Linked DNA regions of Sus scrofa: region 1 is linked to region 2. Evidence: chromatin contacts called from public HiChIP or PLAC-seq data. All regions are on one chromosome and are shown on one strand. Each heading gives the region's core, a stretch centred on a gene start, on an enhancer-like site or on the middle of the called end of the contact. The rest is flanking DNA. Distances are from core to core; before and after follow the strand shown. Region 1 holds the start of DNAH2 (dynein heavy chain 2, axonemal). Region 2 holds the start of KCTD11 (BTB/POZ domain-containing protein KCTD11).

What was found. HiChIP or PLAC-seq counts read pairs in DNA pulled down with a chosen protein or histone mark.
Region 1: an H3K27ac HiChIP or PLAC-seq map of alveolar macrophages shows a contact between it and region 2. The contact joins the promoter of DNAH2 here to the promoter of KCTD11 in region 2. A contact is called at or near these places in 1 of 47 Hi-C or Micro-C datasets (embryonic fibroblasts) and 1 of 2 datasets of contacts at active chromatin or transcription factors (alveolar macrophages).

What each region holds. Positions count from the first base shown.
Region 1 is chr12:52,980,863-52,983,562 of Sscrofa11.1, reverse strand. It overlaps DNAH2 (dynein heavy chain 2, axonemal), which reads right to left and starts at 1,346. Exons shown (of 89, transcript XM_013981316.2): 1 at 1,250-1,346.
Region 2 is chr12:52,696,890-52,699,589 of Sscrofa11.1, reverse strand. KCTD11 (BTB/POZ domain-containing protein KCTD11) reads right to left here and starts at 1,435. Exons shown (of 1, transcript XM_003358250.5): 1 at 1-1,435. The coding sequence starts at 639. ACAP1 (arf-GAP with coiled-coil, ANK repeat and PH domain-containing protein 1) reads right to left here. Exons shown (of 25, transcript XM_021067819.1): 24 at 2,626-2,675; 25 at 844-2,305. The coding sequence ends at 2,205.

The DNA.
Region 1 (2,700 bases), core at 97-2,596, 280 kb before region 2:
GAGGTGTGGTTGCACAAACCGTCAGGGCCGTGGATGAGTGGGAGGGCACAGGGAGGGGAAGACTGTCCCCACGTTCCACACCTTTTGTCACTGTGTCAAGTTACCAAGCAACAAGATGATTTTCCCATGTCCTTCCTTTCCTCCCAAGTTCCCTCCCCCCAAAGAGGGGGAAACAGAAAAATGCCCCCTCTCCTCCCACTAAAATCTGCAACCTCCTTAAGCAAAGAAACGACAGCATTTGCAACACGTCTCTTTAGCTTTTCCTTCCTGGGGGTAGGAACCCCCTCTCTTTAGCTTTTCCTTCCTGGGGGGTAGGAACCCCGCTCCGTGGGTACTGAAAAGGTCTCTTAGCACAGGCTGGCTGAGTCATTCCGAGCTAAGGGATAATGAAGGTGAAGAGCAGGATTCTAGATGCCCTGAGAACAGACTGGAGGAAGGAAAGACAAACGTCACCCAATGGCGAATTTCAAATGGTGTCTGGGGAGGGGAGAAGAGGATGGGGGGTGGTGAGGAAGGCCCCAGCAGCGTTTCTCTCCGAAAAGGAGGACGTCGGGGGGCCGGGCATCCCTGGCGGGCAAGGTCTGATTCGCGGCCATTCCCTCTTCACTCAGCTCTGGCCTGACAGCCACCTGTGGCTTTTCTTTCTCATCCCCACAGGCTGCCGCCGGCATTGATCAGAGGTTATGAGTTTCAAACTTGAAGGCTGTGCTCCAAGGAAAACGGTTCTATTAGGCCAGCACATCAATACAGCCAACTGGGGCAGGGCGGCTTCGGGCTTCCGCCACCCGCCTCCAGAGAAGCGACAGGCTGCGCTTCCCCGCCTCCAAGTGGAGCCTCGGGAACATTCCGCTGGCCAGGCTGGGAGCCCTCTCCCCACGGGGTTCACGCCATGGCCCCACTCCGAGACCCCAGGAGGAGCTTTCCACGAGCCTGGGACTCTTTCTATTACTCGGGAAACACCGCAGCGGGCCGGCCCTCTCCTCCGACCCCCAGTGGCTGCCAGCGAGCCAGTTTCCCCTCCCAGGAGCTTCCTCACACAACTGTCACAACCGTCCCCGCTTCTTCATCTCAACTCCAACTGCCCCTTCCTCTCCCCACAACTGCCCCTTGCTCTCCCCTCCCCCACAGCTGCCCCTTTCCCCGCCCCCCTCAACTCTCCCTCCTACCCCCTCACCGCTGCCCCTTCTTTCCGCACCTCCCGGCTCTCCCGGGCATTCCTCCCCTCCTCCCCTCTGCCCCCGACACACACCTCACGACGCCGACCCTCTCCTCCCTAGGCCGACCGACCGGCCCCTTCAGCTAACAAGTTGCCCCGCGTGGCCCTCTCGGGCCCGCGCCTGCACGCGTCACCATGGCAACCGAAGCGGGAGGGGGCGGGTGGCTGGGGCGCGAGCCCGCGAGCTCGGCCTCCTGGGCGCAGGCGCAGTGAAGTCCGGACCCCAGGCTCCCTGCCCCGCTGGTCCCGTGTCTCCCCGGCGGGGACCAGGGGCAACAGGGCTGGGGGGCAAGGGAAAGCTGCCAGACCTGGCAGGCTGGAGGGTGGCGGGGGGTCTGGTCGGAACACAGGCTGGAAGGCCTGGGGCTGGGAACAATGAGCAGCCTCCTGCAGGACACCAAACAGGCTGGGGGAACCTGAGCGCCCGACCCCGCGCCGGGGTCTGTGGGCTCCATCCCGGGCGAGTCCAGCAGATGGCGCCGGGGGTTCCGCCGGCGAGGCTCACGCGCGCCCTAGAAGGCGCTCCAGGATTTCGAGGCAGCCGTGGCTGCAGCTGAGTCCGGGGGAAAAACCGGGGCTGGAGCACCTCTGCCCTCCTGCTTGTTCCCCCTTCTTAGTTCGGACTGGGGTCTAGGATCGCCTGGCAGCGCGGGGCGGGGGAAAGAGGGAAGAACGGAACTGGAATTTGGGGAATCTGAGGATTGGCTTTGGAAAGCGTCGCTCGTTTTGGGGGGACAGGAGGCGGGGACTCTCTGGGGAAGGTGACCGGGCCGGGGAGGGGCTCGGCTCTCCGTAAGAACAAAGGCTGAGTCCTGGGGAAGCGAGGACAGGGGTGTGAGAAAAGGGGCAGACCGCCGCAGGTGCTAGGGGGCGCTGCGGGCTGGGGCTGCCCGGAGAAGCGCCTGGAAGACTGAGCTGTACCTGGGGCTGGTAGAAGCTCTAGGGAGGCCTGGGAGATCCAGAGAAGAAGCGAATCTGGGGGATGGGAAGGCACCCTCCCTGCTTCCATCAATAGTGCCTAATTAAGACAAAGCCAGCAGCGAGCCACTGATTACATTTCCATGAAGAGCTAAATTGATGACATTTTCTTCTCGGGATGAGGAGAGAAGCTGGCACCTCAGTTCCCCCTTTTCCTGGGCGGTGTTCACACCTGACGGATCTCATTATGCCAGTCTGGCACCGCGAGGAGTGGCAGACCCTGGTACTCCTGTAGGGCCCATCCACACTTAGACCCAGCTTAGCTCTCACCATCCTGCCTACCACATTTTTTCCCCCAGAATTGACAACCCCTGGCCCTTGGCATCACGAGAGCCCCATTATCCTTAAAGTGGGTTTCTGGGCTCCTGCCCAGCCCACACTCCTGTTGCCGACAGCAAGGATTGAAGGAGAGAGGGGTCCTGCCACACCCCAAAGCCAGCTGCACAGGAAGCAGATGGAAGTGGGTGATCTTCTAACCAGTTAGGCAGAGGTTGGCAGAGAAGTGA
Region 2 (2,700 bases), core at 186-2,685:
GGAGTCGAGACGGAAGCCGTGCTCCAGGGCCACCCGCAGCACCTCCTCCAGGAAGCTCGGGGTGCCCACCACCTCCCGTGGCTCTCCTGGCCCCCCAGTCCACAGGGGCTGCAGCCCCAGTCTCTGGTACTCCACTTCCGGGAGTTCCGAGGGGCGGGGGGCCCACTCCAGACGAAAGTGTGGGCCTCCCTCCGCCCTGTCGTCATTGGCCACACCAAATCGGGCCCGCATGGCACCCAGACACTCGGGGTCGGTGCAGAAGAGGTTGGCCCGGAAGGTGTCCACCTGGACAGAGCTCAGCTCATAGTGGTGCGGGCCCCGGCGAGCGGAGAAGTGCACCAGGCGGGGGCTGCTTTCTACATCTGCGTGGAGCAGGGCGGCTGTGGGTGCCGGGGTCCCCCGAGATGCCTCTAGTTCCCGCAAGGCATCCAGGAGAGGCCGGATCTGGTAAAAGTCAGCCTCTGCCCGGAGAAGCGCCGTCTCCCCATATCCACGGGGCAAGTCCAGGCGGCCCAGCCGCAGAAAGTTGAGGATGTGCCGGAAGGCCTTGCCATCTCGGTCGATGAAGTAGTGGCCACCTCCCTGGGGACTGAGGTTGGGGGTCATGGGGGTACCGGCCCTAAACATGGCCCCCAGCATGGAGTCTGGGAATCGAGTCAGCGTCTCCAAAGTGGTGGAATATAGCGTGCCCCCCACATTCAGGGTCACAGGGCCCCCAAAGGCGGGGGGCGGAGAGGGCACAGGAGGAGGGGAAATTTTGAGGAGTACTGGGGACACCGAAAGAGAAGAAAAGGCGGAACTTCCTGGGTGTGTGCAGAACTGGGGCGTAAAGTTCAGGCAGTCTCTGGGTCGGAGGCACAAATTGGAGTACAAGGCAGCAAGATGTGGGGCTCACTCCAGCTACTGTGGTGGGGGAGGGTTCTGGGCACAGAAATTCCGGAAAGATTGGGAGAACGGATAAAAACAGCAGAGGGAAGCCAGAGAGGGACGAGAGATTTAGGTCCGATTCCGGGGGTCAGCGATTCCTCTATGTGGTCTTCAGACAGTGGGTTTCCGAAATCCAACCAGCAGGTGACGGTGGCGAGCACAAGGCCGACTCTTTGAAGGGTCAGGTTTCTGAGCTCTGGGGCAGAGCGCTGTCGCTCCGGGCGAGTCGATGCAGAGCTCCGGGAGCCAGTCGGAGGCCGGGCCTGGCCTGGCTCCGGCGCGGGTTCCAGGAGATGGAGGAGGGGCTGACCGGAGCCGACACCGGAGGCTCCTCTGTGTCCGCTGGGGAGCGAGGATGCACGCTCAGTCCGAGCTGGCAGTGTCCAAGGACTCCGATGGAAGCAGCCGGGAGTCTCGAGACCGGGCGCCGCCGCCTTCCCCCAGTGTCGTCGCAGCCGCTGAAGTCCTCTCCGCCCCCAGGAAGTGGCCTAAGGGCAGCGGCCGGGGGCCCTTTAAGAGGCAGCCCCGCCCCCTGGGCGCCCCGCCCCCCGCCCCCGCCGGGCGAGCGCGGCTTGGGTGGTGGTGGGAGCCGAGAGCGGCGAACCGGAGAGACGGGGCGGACGGGCTGGCTAGGCGGACGCTAGCGGGGGTGGGGTCCTGCGGGTGACTCAGGCGCGTCGTTCCGGATGTGGCTGCGACGGCCCCGCCGGCCCCCAGGTGTGCTAGACCTCACGTCTGCATCTAGGCTGGAGCCGGCCCCTCCTATCTCGCCGCTCCGGAAACCGAAGCCTGGCCGTCGGGGGCTGGGGACCAGTTCCTTCCCAGTCGCTCCGCAGGGAATTCCCGAGGGGGCGGGTGCTGAGCCGCCGCATTCCAGGGATGCCTCCGGGCCTGGGCCGGGGTGGCCTGAGCCAGCCTCGCCATCCCAGCCATATGCCAGCACCCCCAAGGGAAGGCCGGGCCCAGCCCACGCGAGCGGCTTCTCCCCACCCGGATGGGTCTGGCCACGTCGCCTGAGCCTACGTGCCCCGCGCGACTCTCAGACTGAGGCCGAAGCTCCCTCTTCTTGTTCCCCTTGTTCGCCCCTCCGCCCCTCGTGTGACTCAAGCTCGCAAACTCCCAGCCGCTCCTGCACCCCAAGAGACGCAACGCCCAACTCCTTGCCAGCCTGAAGGGGCTGCCCAGTAAATGAACTTTGAAGAGCAAGGCACAGAGGATTTAATGGCGAAGGGGCGGAGGGGAGGAGTAGCCGGTGCGGGGCCCTCGACGGTCTGAGATCATAGCGTGTGGAGGTCATGACTGCGCCGCCTCAGCTTCTCGGGGTCGTCAGATGCCATGAGGGAGAAGTCTCGGAAGATGTCGAGATACGTCTCATCTCCTGAGGGGAGGGAGGAAGGGCTGGGACGCCGGGTGGCTGGGCGCTAGCACTGAAGCGCACAATGGGGACAGCCCGGCCTGGTAAGAGCACGCGCTTCCAGCGTGGGTGGAGGGGACATCTGCGCTGTCAGGGCAGCGCCCTCGCCTATTCTTTGCTCTGTTTCAAGGACCTGGCGCGTAGGATGTGCCCCATCCATATCTGTTGACTAAATAATGTAATTAACCAAAGAAGCTGAGCACAGGGGGTTGGGGACAGGTCACCAGCGACCAGAAGCCCAGAGTTACAGTGTCGTGTGGGGGCGGGGGTGGGGGGTACTTTACCAGCCTGGCCCTGGGCCGCATCGGCCTCTCTCATCTTTGCCAGTCGGAGCCTGTAGGGAAGGGAATTAAGGAATG